2 separate regions of the Mus musculus genome follow, and region 1 is linked to region 2. The links are chromatin contacts, called in public HiChIP or PLAC-seq maps. All regions are on one chromosome and are shown on one strand. Each heading gives the region's core, a stretch centred on a gene start, on an enhancer-like site or on the middle of the called end of the contact. The rest is flanking DNA. Distances are from core to core; before and after follow the strand shown.

Evidence for each region. HiChIP or PLAC-seq counts read pairs in DNA pulled down with a chosen protein or histone mark.
Region 1: an H3K4me3 HiChIP or PLAC-seq map of embryonic stem cells shows a contact between it and region 2, with 5 times the contacts expected there. The contact joins the enhancer-like site here to the promoter of Cspg4b in region 2. A contact is called at or near these places in 1 of 484 Hi-C or Micro-C datasets (cortical neurons), 4 of 115 datasets of contacts at active chromatin or transcription factors (embryonic stem cells, extraembryonic endoderm stem cells and stem cell-derived neural progenitor cells) and 1 of 9 other capture datasets (embryonic stem cells).

What each region holds. Positions count from the first base shown.
Region 1 is chr13:113,847,241-113,852,414 of GRCm38.p6, reverse strand. All of the region lies in intron 1 of Arl15 (ADP-ribosylation factor-like 15), which reads right to left. Among named protein-coding and RNA genes, the nearest start is that of Arl15, 55 kb to the right of the region's middle. Within about 2 kb of position 1,789, at least 22 of the 459 cell types and tissues checked have an H3K27ac peak or open chromatin away from gene starts, as enhancers often do. A contact at or near this core is called in embryonic stem cells and extraembryonic endoderm stem cells, where this site is marked.
Region 2 is chr13:113,289,617-113,294,735 of GRCm38.p6, reverse strand. Cspg4b (chondroitin sulfate proteoglycan 4B) reads right to left here and starts at 1,566. Exons shown (of 10, transcript NM_001378698.1): 1 at 1,402-1,566. The coding sequence starts at 1,480.

The DNA of each region.
Region 1 (5,174 bases), core at 540-3,039, 560 kb before region 2:
CGGAGTACCTCATCTAATCCACGCACTTCTGTGGACAAAGGTGCATCATGTCCTTGTTGTATAAGGAAGAAAACGGAAACTGAGATGAACTAAGTCTTAGTCACTGGCTGAACAGAATCCACCTTACATAATCCACGGAGTGCTCTTTCAGACGCTCGCGTCACTTGCTGTCTAAAGAATGCAGTCTTAACTTCTGCAGACTTCAGCACAAGGTGCATGCTGGGAAGGAGACCCATCCTCCATTTCACCCCCTCCTTGGAACTCTTCAGCTATCTCAGCCTCTCTTCCCATAAACCCATCCAGTGCCTTCCTTCCTGGACTCTTCCTGAACCCAGTTCTAACTCTCAGCGCCCTCCCTCCTGTGACTGACTTATCCCACGACTGTAACCTCCCCCAAAATAGCAGAAATGATTCCAATGCCAGATAAGGGTCATATATGCTATAAGCAATCTCCGGGGGCGGAGGATGGGGGGGGGGGCGGGAAGGATGTTATCACAAACTAGCTTCAAAAAGATGGGAAGTGTTCCAAACAAACATTTCCCATCATTCTCAGAATCAAAGCTAAACTCCTCATAACGACAAGACACTACCCTCATTGTCCACATCCACATGTCCTCTGCCCCTCCCCTCTTTCCCTTGCCCCCTAGTTTCTCCAGCCATACTTGGCTGTTTCCCTGACTGAGCCAGCTCTCTTAGTTTCAGAATCTGGGCTGTCTTCTCTGCCCAGCCTACTTACTGATTCCCACCCGGTAAATTCCTCCCCAAGACTTATTAAGCACTACAAGTCTTACGAACACCTGATATCCCTGTGTGGGCTTATTGATTTGCTAACTGTGGGTCTTCCCTTCTAGAAGAAGACATCAATAGGGGTGGGGTTTGCACGACTCCTAAGAAGGAAGGTATCTTTCACACACCAGGTGCAACATAAATAGTTGCAAAATAGCTCAAAGGCTTGAGTTTGCCTTGCTCCGCTCTGAATCCTATTAACGAGAGATGAAAAAGGCAGGAGGAGATGGAGAAAATGTAATACAGGAGTTAGAAGGGAAAAAATGAAAGGGTTCCTATCTCTACTCTCAGTAAAATAATTTCCGAGAAAGCCTAAGAGGAGAAGAAGAATGTAGATGTGGGCAGGGAAATATTTTTCAAGAATAGTGATAATAAGTCCGAGGAGACAGCTCAGAGGGCAAAGGCACATGCCACTAAGGAAGGTGACCCGAGTTCAATCTTCAGAACCAACATAGTGGAAAGAAATAATCAACTCTCCTGCAGCCTGGCCTCTGACCTCGACACACAGACCTGTGACGTGTGCATGCACAAATATGCGAACTCATTCATGCCTGCAAGCACGTACAAAATAAACATGCTTAAAGATGTTAGACAATAAAAGAAAGGAAGCCGTAGAGGTGAAGAAGGGACTCCCCTGTTGTTTAAGAGGTTCCCGAAATTCCTGAGGCATAGCAGAGGACATTAGAGCACAAGAACAGGGGATGGGTTTCTGTCAGGCAGCCTGGAACAATCAATGGCTGGGACTAGCATTTACATCTCCTGGGGCGTGGGAAGTGTGGACAATGCCTGGGCAAGGAGCCAAGTTGAGCGGGGAAATGCATGCATCAGGTACAATTGGGAGAACTGGTCGACCTGAAAGAGCCCGGCTTTTCAAAACCCAGTTAAAAGTAAAGAGCTAAAGAGCGTCAACAACCTGATTCTGCAGTCTGATGTGGGAGGAACAAGATCATGAAGGCTCTGGAGGGTATGCAGGGGAAGGCCTATGAGGGAGAAGACAGTAGGAAGAACTGGGGATGTGAGGAGGAGGGCTCATAAGGCTCACAGATAAGGAGCTGCCTCCAGTGATAGCAGGAACACTGAAGATGAGAGGCAAGGGTACGAGGTGCAAAACAGGCAGAGTCAACTGGGAGTTCCTCTCTAGCAGGCATCTGTAGTGAGGACAAGCCAGCTCTGAAGAGATGGAGAATTACAAACAGGCACAAAAGGATACAAAGGTAGTCTTGCACTGTTAGGTAACTTTGCTTAAAGTTTGTTTTCAACCCAGCCCTATACTAAATTAAATCACGTTTTCAACATACTAAGCACGACTCAGAGAGCCTAAAGAAAACCTAATACTGTGAATCAGACAAGAACTAAGGAAAAGGTTCAGTTAGGGCGGTCAAGATGGCTCAGAGGGAAATTGCTTGCCCTCCAGAGCTCATAGCAAAATACAAAGAGAACTGACTACACACACACACACACACAAAAGCATGCGCACACACCCTGAATAATTTTTTTAAATTGTCCAATAATGTATTTTGAAATGGCTATCAACACCCTTCTCCTAATCTAAGGAAGAAGGATGGAGCCAAGAAAATTCAGACTTTATATTCTGAATGCTATACTATTTACAAGCCCTAAGGTGCCAACCTCTGTTGCACACTAAAATCACTTGGGGAACATTACAAACCCCCAACACTGAAACATTACAAAACCCCAAGTACAAACCCCCAACACTGAGTTACTTGGCTAACCTAGGGGTGAAGAAGGCTCGCCCTCAGCCTTGTATCTGTCCCCCTTCCCTTTCTCACTGCGGGGATGGCACCTGGTATCTCAGATGTGTTACGACGCTCTGTACCCAAGCCGTGAATGTATTCATTACAAACCTGCGCCACCGCCTTTACCTAGCCACCAGTCTTTGTCACCCATGTGATTCCAATCCCAGGCACGGTTGACACACTGACGCAGAACACAGCTCCTAAGCATACTCTACATAAGGCACAAATTCATGGAAGAAAAGTCAGGCCCACAAAACTGTTTGATGAATAAATTAAAAACGGTCATCTAGAATGTACTCAGAGATATGCAATACTATCAGCCCATTGAAGATAGATAATGTTCTGCACTACAGACCTAGCATTGAGGGCTACCTGGATAAATGACACAACACTGTGTTAAACTTGTGAATGCACGTAACATGCTGGAAAAAAAAAATTCAACACTACTCCAGGCGAAAGATTTGCTGGGGAATTGAGTAGAATTCCCCAACTGTGGAAAGTTCTTCCATTTCCCCCATTGAGCTACTTTGTTGGCTCGGTTCATTTCTTCAGAGCCTTTCAGTTGCAAAAGCGCATCCAGAAGTTTTGAAGTCAAAGTTTGCAGACTTCTTTTTAGAAGGAATGCATTTGCTGCTCTTGACACTTGTTTCTAAGTTGCCTTCCGAGCTTTGATCAGCAGGTGGTTAATAAGGACACTACCCATATTCCAAAGGACCAGACTTCAGTGTAGACACAAGTGGTTTCTCTGCCAAGGTAGGAGAAAAGATGGAAAAACTAATTTTAAAGGTACAGTAGATTACACCATTGAGACAAAGGAGGGGCTTGTTTAAAAGTAGGGCACATTATAAATGCATATGTCAGCTTAAGATATCAATGGGGTTCTTGTTTATCCAAGTTAGCAGATCTTTCTGAAATTTCCTGAATCTTTTAAGATCATTAATGGGGGCTGGGTGGGGGATGGGTGGGGGCTATGATTGGGATGCAATGTGAATAAAAAGATAAATAAATTCTGGAAAGATAAAACAGGATTGTCATTTGTTACTTAAAATGTGCAGTACAGTACCACTGTAAGAAAATGGAACTTATGGCTTGGAGCTCTGAGCCCGGCTCCTTTTGCTTCAAACTTAGAGAAGTAGGGTTTGTGCAGATAACCTAAGTGAGTTGTCAAATGAGAGGTTTGCTGAGTGTAACACAGAATTTGTGTACAAGTGATTGAGTTCTTAGATAGAAGAAAAAGTTTCATAAACATAAAGGTTACATTCTGAAATATGAGATTATCACCAATATTATAGAAAAGGGATAAATGCTTCTTAAATCTAATTTTAACAAAGTTTGTATTTTAGTGATAAGGAGTAAAAAGGAGTTATCGACTTCATGACAAAATGGCATGTCTTATGTTTTGTTTCATTTTCTGCTTTATTTATTTGTTTTGTTGTTTTGTGACTAATAACTAAATCCTGTAGATACAGTGTCAACTCATGATACTTTAGTAAAATTTTTTTAAAAATCACTAATGAGAGCTGAATGGTAGCTGAAAGAGCCAAGAAAAACAGAATATGTATAAACACCTTCTCTTTCAAAAATAAACGATCATTTAGGTTCTCTATGCAATAGCGATGGTGAGCCCTCTACCCAAATGAGACGACAGCGCTCCTCTGCCAGCTTCCACAAGAGAATGGTCTCAGGACCTGTTCTCAGCCTCAAGAGGTGCTCACAGTTTTCAGCTTGGGGACCTGCAGTGTGGCTAGTCTACGCATGTAATGACTTTAATTTACTGCACAATTTATATTTGATGTATTTATGATATATTTGATTCCTTGAAATTTGTTTTCTTCAGCATCTGTGATGTCATGCCACCGAAACAGCGATATAGCTTCTGACATTCTCCTCTAGCCTGCTCACCACACTGTGCGTCTAAAGACAACGGGAACAAGAGTTTGGGGTCCAGATTTCTTTTCTTCACTGATCTTTATAGTTAAGTCATTGAGACCTTGACAAGAGGAACCACTGTGGCTATAAGTCACAGAAACTCCCATGATGGTTTTATGAAAAAGTTAGCCACTTTGAGCCGATTATGGGATAGAACAGAATGAAAGGAACCATCTTGGGCATTCGAGGGCAGGCCTTGTAACTTTTCCCCACTATCCCAATGCTTCAATTTTCTGATCTCATGTTCCCAGGAAAGACCAGCTACCCAAATGGACATACGTATATATAATTATTGTAGGTATATTGCAAACTACTCTAGATGGTTGCTTTGTGGGCCAGGCATGGTGACACACACCTTTAATCCCCAGCACTTGAGAAACAGAGGCAGGCAGATCTCTGTGAGTTCCAGGGCAACTTGGTCTATTTAGCCAACTCCAGGATAGCCAGGACTATATACATGGACCCTTGTCTAAAAACAAAACAAGCAAATGACAAAAGAACCCTGCCATACACAAAGGGGAATATAAACTTTCAAACAGAAATCACTTTATCAAAAAAAAATTTTTTTTCAATTCAGTAGTAAAAAACCACAAAGCTATCATTAGTGTAAACACCAAAAAAAAAAGAAAAAAAGAGGTGGACAAGATGTTCCTGCATCTCAGTGATGACTTTTAAAATTTTGATTTAAATTATAATTATAAA
Region 2 (5,119 bases), core at 317-2,816:
ATACATGTTACAGCGCGTGCTGCGGGATTCTTAATTCAACAAAGAAGCCACACTCCTAACCTTAGGGAATATTGTGCCCTACTGTCTCCTACCCCACTAACTGCGGACATAATGGATAGGAAAGGCAGGAAATGGGTGTTTATTGACCATTCTTTGGCTGCTAAGCAGTTGTTTTAGTTAAGCCTCGTGGAAGATGTTATTATCGTAGTAAATTTACAGAGGCCCAGAGTAGTAACTGAGAACAGAATATAGCCCTTGGGTTTGAAGTTCTCCCTCACTGACTCTTAATCCGTAAACTTCTCTTTGCCCCCATACTATTACTGGCCCCCTGTCTGAAGCCATGTGGGTTTTTCTTCCAAAGTCCATTCACTGCCCTTTGGAGTCTCTCCTCTTAGACTCAACACCTGTTCCTTCAGTCAGTCACAGCAGCCAACAAGCCTCCTCCGACCCTTTGCCACACCCACCCTTGGAATCAGTCATGAAGGGGCAAGGCAGCCTGCAGATGAGGACCTAGGAAATATGAAGGAGGATAAAGAAGGAGTAGAGCTTTTCCGAGCAGCCTGAAGAAGTGGAAGGGTGAGGCATCTTCAAGAACCTAGAAGGCCCTTGGACTCCAAAGAGGCCAAATGACGTCATCACGCAATGATCATGCAAGCAGCGATGCTGTTCGGCCACTCTGAAAATGAATTTAAATCCTGAGAATTTCATCTAAATACTATGCACATGCAACACGTGTGATTTAGAATTTCTTTTCCCGTTTAAAAACAAAGTCACCTGGAAGTCATTTTTGAATTGATGTTGGGAAGGCCTAGGAAGTGGAGCTCATAAAAGTCCAAAGAACCACGTGTTTAGTAATCTGGAGGGAGGCAAAAAGCCAAGGGGGGGGGGGGGAATAAAACACTAAGTATTTGAGCTCAGAAAAGTTAAGGTTCCCTACGGTGCAGGGACAAGAAACCAGGGGTCAAAGACTAGCCCAGGTGAACAGAAGGTCCCCCACTCACTGCATTTCACGTGAGACCAAAGAGCTCCAGACCCAAACTGAAAAGATGCAGCCGGGCTGCCCGCAGGAGTCGGCCATTCTGCTGGTCGGGTGGCCGACCTTAAAACTCAGTACACCGGGAGGAGGTGGGGCACAGGCTGGGGCTGGGAGTTGGAAGGGGTCGGCCGCCAGCAAGCCTGTGAGCAGGGCCGCGTCGCGTCCTCCCCTCTGCCCAGCTTGGGGACAAGGGGCCTGATCGCGCCTGGGGGCCTGAGGGACCGAGGGCCGCGCGCCCTGCTCGCCCAGCCTCCGACTCGACCGGACCGGACCCGACCCACACTCCTACCGGCCGCCCACCCTCTCCGCGTAGCGCCGCTTGGCTCGGCCCGCCTCGGGCGGGGAAGGGAAGTTGGGGCGCGTACCTCCGAGCCCCCCGCGCGGCCCGCAGAGCCCCAGAAAGGCGGTGAGCAACAGGAGGCCGCAGGCCCCGGGCCGCCCCATCCCGCCGCGCCGTCTCCGGGGCCCGCGCCGAGCTCTACCTGCGCGGCCCGCGACCCGCCTGCGCGCCCCAAAGCCTGGAGAGAGGCGGCGCCCCGCGCGACACGACGGGGCGGGGCACTTCTGCGACCTGCAGCTGTTGCGCGGGATCAGAGCCAGCTAGATCGAAGGCTCCAAGGCAGTGCAGGCTACAAACAGGACAGGGAGTCGGTGGTCCCCTCCCCTGCTTGCAGATTTGAAGTTTAGTGTCCCTGGGTGGAACGGGGAGCTCCGGGCAGCAGGCTGAGGGGATAGAAGGGCAGGACCTAGGCTGGCCTTGAAACAACCTGTCCCTATGACCACAGCACATCCCAGGGGGACAGTGGGTTTTTCTCAGCCTTATCCTAAAGCGGGCCTTCTGTGTAATGTTTGTGAATGTGTGTTGGATGAGCAGAACACGGTAGGAAAGAAGTAGCCTGTCATTTCTTTGCAAATGTGAGCCTTACTTTTAGATTTTTTTTAAAGCTCAGTCCGAGTTAAACCTTTGAATTTCTGGAGCAACTGCCTGTCAGAATAAGGTCTAAGATTTTATGTGTCGATATCACGTCTTACCTTGGGAGCCATGATTACAAGTCACAGGGAGGAGACACCCCCACACAAGTAGAGTCCAAGGAGATGGTTGGACCAGACGATTCCAGGGCTCTCTAAAACCAGCTTCCCTGGGCTACATTTTGCGATGCTCGGGGTGGTCAAAATGGCAGCTCTCCAGCTACCAGGATAGTCAATGTTAGTCCTGCTTTGTTCTTAGCAAAACCAAGGATGACTTCATTTCCCACCCGTTCCATTCTTGGTTCTTTAATAAAGTGCTTTTTAAAGCAAAGAATCACATTTTGACCTTTTCTGCAGCCGAAAATCTGTGAGGCCTCTGTTCCACTTCTAAAAAGAATACGTTTCGTCCACCCAGCAGCCTTCCATGATCCTGGGAACCTCGCCCTCCTTTAGAGAAACTGTACTCTCTGCCTGCCTCACCATGTGTGGGAATTAGGAGTTGGCATCCACTTCTAAGAACCCCCTCTCTGTCACGTGATGGGCTGGGGTGGGTACTCGTGACTGGAGCAGGGCCAGGCAGTTTCCAATCTGAAGATTTCCACTGAATGCATCTAAGGAAGAGGGCCTGCAACTCTCCGGAGTGGGAGGCAGAGAAACTATGAATGGCTCTGACTTTTCTAATAAGCTAGCGCACAAAAAGAAGACAGGACCTAGAAAAAGGTTGTAGCTCCACCTGGGGTCTACTACCTCCATGAGCCAGCCCTGAAACCAACTGTTCCTTAATCATTTCACGGACGTTTTTGCATAAACCATTCACGTCCACTTTTAACCGAATCTCCCTGGAGTTAAGTTCCATACTTAACTTATTACCAAAAGCAACCTGTCAGTGTGAGCCCAAGCATGGTAATGTGCTGGTGTGTATATTGGTGGCCTGTTTGGTGGCCTGTCACAGTGACAAGTCATCTGACAAAAACAACTTATAGGAGAGTTGGCTGATTTGGCTCACAGCTTTGGTGGTTTCAGTCCCAGGTCAGCTGCTTTCTCCCCATTTTAGGCCTCAAGTGTAGCAGAAAATGATGGTGGAGAGGCAGGGTAGAGAGAGGTGTTTCCCTCATGGCGACCAGGGAGCAGAGAGCACAGCAGAGTCCAAAGATAAAAATATATCTTCAAAGACACTCCCACTGACCTACTTCCTTCCCCTGGGACCCCACATTCTAAGAGCCCATTGCTGTAAAATGATCAGTGGATTAACCTCTTATGATTCAATGCCAAGAGTGCAACCAGCTGAGAACACATGGGTCTTTTGTGGGCTGGAGTGGGGTGTAGTGGGAAATACTTTGTATCCAAACCTTGTCCGCAAGACATATTTGCAAGCCCGGAGACAAGCAACAGACTTCTAATTGGCTTCCTCTACAGGTAGAATTCTACCCCTAGCCTCTCTACACTCATCCACGTCCAGTTCTCTTGTGTCTTCTCTCCTCCAAAATGTGCGTGTACTTTGATCAAGCAAGGCATGGCAATCCACAGAATAAGCAGCCAAATGGGGCTAAGCCAAAAAGAATTACAATTTCTAGAGAAAACCTGCTACCTTTACTACTTTGTTTTCCCACCGTTTACAGCCCAGTGTAAATAAAGGACAACCCAGACCTTTGTTTCTTCCTTCTGAAGATCACACCAAATATCTGGAGCCCCAGGCTTTAGCTTTCTGTGGTGGTTTGAACGAAAATGGCTCATGGGGAGTGGCACTATTAGAAGGTGTGGCCTTGTTGAAGTGGGTGAGGTCTTGTTAGAGGAAGTGGGTCACCTAGGGTAGACTTTGAGGTTTCAGACCTTCATCCTAGGCCCAGCAGCCCATTCTTCCTTCTTGCTGCCTGAGGATCTGCATGTAGAACTCCCAGCCCCTCTCTAGCACCATGGCTGCCTGCACCAGCTATGCTTCCTGCCATGACAATAATGGACTGTAAACCCCTCCCCCGACCCCACCCCTGAAACATTTTCTTTTGTAAGAGTTGCCATGGTCATAGTGTCTCTTCGCAGCAATAGAACCCTAACCGAGATACTTTCTAAATGTTGCATTCAGAATGTAAATCGATGTTAGCCCGGGCTGATTCTGTCCTACCAAAGCACCGAAGTTACAATGTGTGATCAGGTCTAGTATAGCTGAAAGGGTTAATTTAGCTCAGGCTCTGTGGGTATGTAGAATCTGAGTCAGTCCAAAAGCACAAACAGCCTCCCAAAGAGGCCTTATCAATGTCTTCCAGAAGGGGTTCTATGCAATTGTCATCTCTAAGAACATGGCTTGGTATCTGGAAAGACCTCTTACAAATGTAAGCTGGGGTACTAATCTTACGAGGCCTATGTGTCTCCTTGTCTAGATTGAAGATCCTATAAGGCTTATGATACGATAGCCTCATAGACTCACGATTACATATTGAGCATTGTGTGTGGTTCATGGTAAGATTTCACCAGGTACTACTGTACCTGGGAGCCCAAGCAGGGCCATAGGGCTCCTCTGCCAGCCTCCAACATCCTCGGTTTTATCTTTAGAATAAAGGGCTATTTTATTTTCCTTCTATATGCTTAGTGTACAAACAACTGAAGTCTCATCCTGTTGTGTTGTTAGTAGACTGTAGCATCCTCTGACTACCCACAGTATTGCTGATTTCTTGAACTAAGTGGGGTGTGGGAGCTACAGCTCCGGTAGCAGATGTGTGGCAAATCACATACCACACCAGCTTGTTCCCTCGCCCTAAAAGATGAAAGGCATTGATTAAATAAACTCCCTCCAGGCTCAACATTTTATGATTCTAATTAGTTATCACTGGTATCGGGGCTGCTGCACCATTTAATAAAGCCCTTTTAATTAGGACATAGGGAAACATGAAATGCTTGAATTTCCTTACACGAGCCAAGGAAGTGATGGCTAATAAACTTGGAGCTTTTAATTTAGAGAAAATGGTTAAAGTGTCAAAGAGAGAAGAGAGGATTATCTCCCTGTAGATTGCCCCTTGTTCCTCTGTTTTAAAATGGCATCTAATTCATTGTTTGTATCCTTCCCAGAGGGAATGCAGCCTCTAGCCAATTGAGATGTCTCTAAAATAAGGAGAAATTAAA